Linked DNA regions of Zea mays: region 2 is linked to region 1. The links are chromatin contacts, called in public Hi-C maps. All regions are on one chromosome and are shown on one strand. Each heading gives the region's core, a stretch centred on a gene start, on an enhancer-like site or on the middle of the called end of the contact. The rest is flanking DNA. Distances are from core to core; before and after follow the strand shown. Region 1 has its middle 34 kb from the start of LOC100383692. Region 2 holds the start of LOC100277535 (SecE/sec61-gamma subunit of protein translocation complex protein).

Region 1 (4,082 bases), core at 839-3,338:
ACAACGCGCTAGTGGACCCGACTAGACAACCGTTAGTTAACTATTTTAATTGGTGGTTTTCTTAACATAATCGCCATTTTTACTGGCCTCTAGCTAGTACTGGCAGTACGTACCGAAAAATGTAAGTGGAAATAGCTCTAAAACTACTGCAATATATTTTCTGTGTACTAATGGATACGATAAAAAGAGTGTTTGTTTGAGATTATAATCTGATCAAATTATATAATCTATAACTTTTAAACTAAATGTTAAATTGTTTAATTATATAATTCAGGTAGATTATAATTCTAAACAAAGCGGGGCCGCCGACCGTCGCACGTCGAAAAACATCTCGTATCCGTCGATATCTCTACACTCTAGCTCCAAGAAAATCTACCTTCTCCAGCTTTACGACAAGCTGGGCAGTATATTCTTCTATATACTCGAGTTGTTGAGTGACGTCTACACGTACGGTGGTCGATGTATTCTCGATGAACTAGTAACGCATGGGCAGCCACCTCTTATCAAAGGAAAAAAAAAAAAACGCATGGGTAGCCACGTGACCAAACATACTACTGTACTGTGCCAAACCGCCAGACAAAAAGCAAACTGTGAGTACGTACATCGGTACATGTACATGCATCGGGTGAGCACAGGAACTGATGATTCATGGGTGGTTTTTGAATACGTGCAGTTACATGCTCGCTAGAATCCAAGATCGCAAATGGTTTTTTAGTATATCGCTGCTTTGTCGAGACACATACGTACGTACACGTACATGCATGCTTTGCTAGCCTGTACGTGTCGACAAATCAGCGCGGTCGACGCCGGCACAAAACAGCAAAACGTATGGAACGGCTAGCTAGCCGTTGCGTATGCACACTTGAGGCGTCTGACGATGGCCACATATAAGGGCAACTCTCTGTATTCTTTGTAGTAGCAAAGTTTTCTTCGATGGTTTTTTTACATTGATTATTGATATATATATATATATATATATATATATATATATATATATATATATATATATATATATAGGTATATCTTCTATTAAAATTTTCTTTAACTAAAGATAGAAAACGAAAATAAGAACAATTTTTATAACATAAATAATATATAGAAAATCTATTCTATTAAAGGAAAGAAAGATATAGAAAATAATAATGATTTAAATTTACAAAGAGTGTCAGAGATGCTTTATTGCAACTGCTGTGGGTCTCAGTGTCTCACGTCACATGCCTGTTGCATGCATGCAATGCAGCACGAGCCAGTAGTAGTAGACTAGTAGTCAGCTAGTGAGCACACGGCGCCACGCAGTCCAACAGTGCACACGCTAGCCGGAGTGGGCAGTCCGTGTACATGCATGCTTGCTCGGCCGGGCCAATGCAACTCAAGTTCCATTCATGCTACACGGTGGCGTACTATACCAAAACAGTTACATCTCAAATTTTGTATTTCCTCCTTTTCTTTTTAGTTGTCGCTTGATAGTTTAATTTTACACTATCCAGCGATAAATAAAACAAAACGGAAGGAGTACGGTCGTGGAATGGTTGCACAGAGATTGTGTTACTTAGTACTTACCTATAATCACAATTCACATAAATGCATGGTAAATTTTCGATTCACTGTGTACCAGGGAGTCTCGCAGACGTGTGGGATTGAGAGTCTACAAGCTTCACAAAGGAAAGGAAGCTGCATGTTATATTTTTTTGTCCCATCACACACACATACATATAATAATAATAATAATATATACTATATACAAGCAAGTACCGTACGTGCATGCATGTGTGCGAATCATGGGCAGCTCGATTCGCGATCGCCGAGACGCCGAAGCAACCTGACGCCCACATCGTCGTCGTTGCAGACATATATATATATATATATATATAGATCGCTTTTAGTAGTACGGAAAAGGGGCGGCAGCAGCAGCGGATGGATCGATCGGTGGATCACAATCGACGAAAGGAGAAGAGTATAATGCACAAACACACAAAAAAGCAGCGTCGTTTTCCTACTCCAAAAGGATTCAGCGAGAAGCCTTGGCCGGACATGTGCACGCACGCATGGTCTCATGGCGGCTCGGCGTCCGTACGTGCATGCTGCCACGCCGGCCTAGTTTATTGGGGATGGGCCGGGTCCGGGGCCGGGATGGGCGAGGAGTGACAAGATAAAGAGTACTACTAAGAAAGTATACCCCATACATGCATATTCAATTTGTCTGCTGCTTTGCGGCTGCATCTATCGTCCGATCCACACATGCGAGCCTCAACCTCAGCTCTCAGCTAATCACTAAAAAAATCCGGTTCTTTGTCGATTGGTTGTTGGCTTTTTGTCGAGTACAATTTATCATGCACTCGACAAAGCATGCTTTACTGAGTGTCACGCTCGATAAAATAAGACTATCATATCGGCACATACATTGTTTATCGATGGCGAAATAATTGGCGTAGAAAGACACTCGGCAAAGAAGACTTTGCCGAGTGTCAAACCCTCGGCGAAAACGCGACCATCGGCAAAAGAACTCAGTAGTCGTCTATAGTTGACGGCCGTTAACTTCGCCGAGTGTCAGCTGTTCATACTCGGCAAAATATCTTTTTTGTCGAGTGTCACCTGAAAAACACTCTGCAAATCAATATTTTGTCGAGTGTTTTCCGTGACACTCGATAAAGTATATTTGTTTTTTTATTTTCCCCATTTTTGTGTGTTTGTACAGTATATAGATATATATGTTCTATTTTTTGCACAATTATCAAAGTGTTTGTTGTAACTATTAGATTTAGTTCGTTTAATTTAATTTATTCGAATAATTCAGATTTGAACTATAAATCACTCGATAAATAGAAAACAGTGAATGCAAAAATGATATTCATTTATTATTTAGCATAAGTTATAGACTATTTCAGAAACAGATTGGAATTTTCGAGCTTGTTTGGCTGGCTGACAGCCGCAACTGCTGTAACAGCTGTAATCCATAATGATAAAATACTATTGAAGCCGGCCGAGCCACAGTCGGATCAAAGGCCCAGTAAGCCGCAGCAAATAAGCTAATGCGCAGGGGAAGAAAAGAAAGAGTCATCGCCGTCCATGATGCCTTCACGCGCGCGCACACAAGCGCTAATGATTGTTCGGAGACGAACGGGGTTGGCATGCAGAGAACGGCAGCTACTAGCGGCGCACACCGGGAGATCGTACGTCTCTCTTTGTTGGCTTTATTCTCGAGAGAGATCCTGCCAAAGCCCAAGGAGATCTCGATCGTACGTCGTTGTCCAGGCCATACTTGGCTTCCCGTAAATTAAAGGTCGAGATCGAACTCTATAGCTTTCAGCAAACACTTGCTAGATATATATATATATATAGTACTCCTGTATTTTTTTTAAAAAAAAGGTAGGTAAGTACTCCTGTTCGAATTACATTGCATGTGGAGCCTCATCTTTTGTGCATGCACTTCTGTTTCCTGATGGCACTGTACGCATTACCTGTCACGGACGATGGTGGCCTGCCTGCTGGCGGCCGGCTGAATAATAATGGTGATATGGCCGGCATGTGTTCAGAGTGGTGTTGAAGCAACAAGTCGGACGGCCATGCTTTCTCGGCGGCCTGTGTACGTACGTGGTCCTGCCGCCAGTTCAGTGTGTGCTGCCCATGCATGCATGATCGATGATGACATTCAGTTGCATTTGGCATAGCCGGTTTTCACTATTCCTGTACAGATCGACACATATATCTATATATACTTTTGCGGCGACATTTTCTGTGCACATATGTAGCACATGCATGGCATGTAACCCTTGGAATGGATTCAAGGCAGAAAGGAACAAGACATAGCTTTGTCACATATGTATGTCGTCATTGCATGCTAATCGATTATCTTCTCTTCTGTATATCAGTATTTGTATATAGCTTGGAATTTCCACCCATACTAAGGCCATGTTTGTTTCCTCCTATATTATATAAGTTAAATTATGGTGTAATGATAAAAAAGTAAGAATATCACTTTTGGATTATAAATAAGCTGAAATAAACTATCCAATGCTAGCTTATTTGTGGTCATAAAGTGATATTTTACCCTCCTACCATTTTATCATAATCCAACTTATATA
Region 2 (4,405 bases), core at 1,041-3,540, 95 kb before region 1:
TTGTGGTGTCCATGTCCTCGAATCACAACTGGGATCAATTATAAATGTGCACATTATCTGAAGAAGCCAGTAATGTTATTGCATGAAATATTGATACATATATTCCTTCCAAAACTCTTGCATCTACCACTTTTTTTTGTATGACTTCTGTATCATACCAGGATCTGTAAACTCCAGATTTCAAATAATAGCCTGCAAACTTCCCTTCAGTAGTATTTTCACATCGGTACAGTAGTAGTACAGGCATGCAATGTTGCTAATTCATACAGAAGTTAACCATGTTTGCAAAATTTGCATCCTTCCTCTGATGTATAAAATCCAATTTTGCAGCCTCCCATAACTACCAAACCATGTAAGTTGCATTTTGTAGCTCAACAGCAGACAATCTAGATAAGAATTCACCAATCCAATACTAATGAGAAATCAGAGTGGAAGACTTGTTAAGCCTACAAAGTAGACCAGATGTCTTAAAAATACTCCATATCCTAGCTGACGGACCAACAAGTTACAAGCAAGTCTGCTTAACATAAAAGAGAAGTTACAAATCACTACACACAGTTCTCGGATCCTATCCATGATGTGCTCTTTCTCTGTTAAATTGGACCTCAACATGTAACGGTGTGCCTCCAAAACAGCAAAGTTATAATGGCACAGATCTAATTAACCCTTTGAAATGCCACTATGAGCATCTGCATCACATGACATCAGCACTATTTGTAGGGCAGCTGTTTTGATTTTCTCAATCCTCCCAAAAATAAAATGGCACACCGTGCAAGATCCACCTTCCTGCTACCTCCAGTCTGATTAACATTGCTGACCTCGACGACAACAAGAGCTTGAGTTCCAGCTGCAGTGCCTGCTACTATCCTGTCTGGCTAAATCATATTCAAGCAATACATGGATATTCCAGCTGAAAAATGAATCACATGTCAGTAAACCGGCAGCATCCAGAAAGCACTTAAATTCGTGTATGAAGCAGCAAGTCAGTATAACTGGAAGAGCAATGTGTTTGTAATTACTTCTTCAGTTGAATAAAATGAATATCAAGGTACAACTAGAAACACATAAAATGCTAAGAAAGTTGTCCTGGGTTCAACTATTAAATTTATCAATTACAAGATACTAGAGCACCTGCATTCTGAGGTCAAAAGTAATATGGACCAGGGAGTTGTAAACACTTCAGATCTAAGGAGCAAGTAACATACCATTATTCTAGGCAGATTTTCGAAGTAGCCAGGCCAGCATGTAGCAGAGGGCAGCATCAATAGTTGATAATGCAACAATAAACATAGCTACCAATACAAGAGTAAGTGTGGCCGTCTTCAGCTGCCAATGATGAGACTTGATTAAATCAAGAGGTAAGAAAATATCTTTTTTTATGCAGCAGCTTTAAAATAGTTAAAACCAAGGCGCAAAATCATCACAATCATGTACAATGCAAGGGGCATACCGTGTGTAGAAAGCCCGGCCACTCCAGGTGCTTCAGTTGCCTCGGCTGCTCAGCTAAGAAAGCTACCAATCCCTTGAAACCCCTAACAGTACAAAGTAACAGAATTCAATTTCACATTCAGACAAACCAACAAGGGGGGCAATCCTCACTTACACAGCAAGGTCTCTGACCACTGCCAGCCAAAACGGCTCATCATCATCATCCAGCTGGTACTCATTGGTCCGGAGTTCCTGACGTCCATGTTCTGACATAGCTGCACATTTTCGGAAGCTTGCAGGAGCAGATTGGTGAACAGCTGGCCGCGTCTTAGCGATGGCGACCTAAAATGTAAAGCATGTAAACTGACGACATATGGAAATAGCCCGTAATTGGTTCGAGCCATTGATGATACAGCACCTTGAGAAGTGGCGGACTCCTGCGGCAGTACAACGGAGCCGCGCTGCACGACGGCAGCGGAGACAGACCTGAGAACGAAAGGAATTCGGGGAAGAGTAACGAACGAGGCAACCAAGAAAGACGATACATCAAGGGGGTGAAGTTAAGCTTGAGCGGTTGCAACCTGCGAGCGGAGCCAGCGCTCCTGCCGACAGAGCAACCATTCTCTTCTCCCGGGGACTCTGATGCCAGACCACAGAGACGAGGCGCTGCAGCAGACCCGAGGTGCTTGCGGAAGAGGAGAGGATTGGGATTCCGGAGGGCCTCGGCGCGACGCGAGATCAGACACACCGTCGTGGCGTCGTTACGACACTAGTAGTGCCTCCGTGGCTGGTGGCTCCGTCTCTCTGGCTGCCGTTTCTCCTTTCGACACAGATAACCAACGGAGCGAGACGCACAGGGTTGGGTCCGGCGGGCGGCGTTCTGTGCGGGGGGGGGGGGGGGGGGGGGGGGGGGGGGGGGGGGGGGGGGGGGGGGGGTAGCAGACGGCAGTGGTCAGTGGTCTTCGTCCTCCACGCCGAGTTGGGCTGTGACAGGCGGAAAGCATACTGTGGCCTGTTTAGGAGTTTGTTTCTCATGGAGGCCCGTTTGAAAGTTAGATCGCGACCCATCTACTTTTTTAGGGAAAAAACATGGAGCGTATGATTTATATAAAACATCTTTGTATGTTTTTGGCGAGAAATAAATTTGTACCTTCTTTCTCCTGATGAAACAATTAATAAGTTCATAATTGGATTGGACTCGTTCGATCACAAAGTCTCTAAATCTTCGAAGAAAACCTATGGAAAAGTTTGAAGACCCTTTGCACCTTAAGATGTCGATTTATATCATTCACAATTTTACATGTGTGGACCCTGCGTTTGAATCTAAGATAGACAAGAACAAAAAAAATTAACATGTAATATAATATATAAATATATATATTTCATTAATTTGGTAATGAGTAGAAAATAACCAAAATATCTCATAATGCATTCAATTCATCAAGTTAGATTGCAAGTTGCATATGTTTGTTTCTTTGGATCTAAATGCTGAGACGTAGTTTATTTTTAGGTCAAATTCTAGGGTAGTCGTGGTCCTACCTAGACTACCCTTTGGACCCAACCCTAATCATTCGGACCTATTAACTCCTAGACGGACCTATTAACTCCTAGACGTCCATCGACCGATGCACAATGCTAATAAGTCTAGTTGAAGTGATATAGTCTATAGATCATACTATTATTTGCGTCAGTTCTTATCTACCACAATGTTATAATGTATAACCTTTACCGTCATCCTACAACCATCTTAACACCACATCAACTTTTATTTTATAGAGTTTTAGTTGACATGAACACATCATTTTGCTAAAATAAAACTACATTCAATTACATAATTAAACAAATAAAATTATATAATACATAAAAAATAAAATTACATAACCTGAAAAAAACTACATAATTCATGAAAGCAAAACTAAATGATATGGTGCAGATTCCATATATGCTCCATTAAACCATTTTGGAGTTGATCATAGACTAAACTAGCATGGACTTCGATCTCACACTAAAGGATGCTACAAAGCACACCAATGCTTGAGGTGATGGTTGTTGCTGCAACGAAAGACTCAACCATCTCATAGTCATCCATGTTGTATGCTCCTTCATGCTCATCCTCAATTACCATATTGTATAGAATGACATATACATACATGATCATACTAAGTACTTGATGGAAAAATGGCTTGGGCTAGCGAGGATGTGGAAACTAGCCTTGAGGACTCCAAATGCTTTCTCTATATTTTTTGGTGTGCCCTCCTGACATGCAATAAATGTTTGCTACTTTAGAGTCCGTGGAAACAAAATGGTCTTCATAAACAATGGCCATCGAGGGTAGATGCCATCAATAAGGTAATACCTTGGTTGTGCTCATGTCTATTCACCGTAAAGTTCACATTTGGTGCTTCTCACTTGAGCACATCAATGAACAACAACGATTGATTCTGCATGTTAATGTCATTGTTTGACCTCACTACATCCAAAAAGCATGCCAAGTTCACAAGTTTTACGAGGCAACCGGTTCAAGCATGATGGTCGGGGATCCAATGCCCCTCGTGTAAACTTCCCTTTCTATCCAATATGATAGTTCCTCTACTTCTAATGAATGGAATCTATACTCCCTACCATACTAGGAAATACCCTCTCCTCTCCCTTAGCTAAAAGTTGCCTAATATCGTTAATAGTGGGATGACGACTATATTATTCACTAAAACATGAAATGACACCTCTGAGGACTTGACTATGGCGGTTCGCATGCTCCCTAAGGTCATCTTCGGCCATGACAAGGTGGTTTTCTGCTTCAGCCACCCAGGCTCCTGCCTAGGCTAATGCAAGCTTAGCCTTATGCCAACAGGTCTCCAGTTTCTCATCGCGTTGGATGAGGTCCTTCACACGCTGGTGTAGCTGGTCACACAAATCATCGAGGCTAAGCAGATAGCTAGACATAGCAACAATAAAGGGGTCTTTCTCGATCACCGTG

Evidence for each region. A called contact is a pair of places that touch in the nucleus more often than the background predicts.
Region 2: a Hi-C map of ear shows a contact between it and region 1, with 3 times the contacts expected there. The contact joins the promoter of LOC100277535 here to the enhancer-like site in region 1. A contact is called at or near these places in 2 of 25 Hi-C or Micro-C datasets (ear and endosperm).

What each region holds. Positions count from the first base shown.
Region 1 is chr7:129,539,282-129,543,363 of Zm-B73-REFERENCE-NAM-5.0, reverse strand. No RefSeq gene overlaps it. Among protein-coding and RNA genes, the nearest start is that of LOC100383692, 34 kb to the left of the region's middle. Within about 2 kb of position 2,088, at least 18 of the 20 cell types and tissues checked have an H3K27ac peak or open chromatin away from gene starts, as enhancers often do. A contact at or near this core is called in ear and endosperm, where this site is marked.
Region 2 is chr7:129,634,126-129,638,530 of Zm-B73-REFERENCE-NAM-5.0, reverse strand. LOC100277535 (SecE/sec61-gamma subunit of protein translocation complex protein) reads right to left here and starts at 2,290. Exons shown (of 6, transcript NM_001151066.2): 1 at 2,010-2,290; 2 at 1,847-1,914; 3 at 1,604-1,770; 4 at 1,451-1,532; 5 at 1,206-1,326; 6 at 254-910. The coding sequence starts at 2,049. The coding sequence ends at 1,213.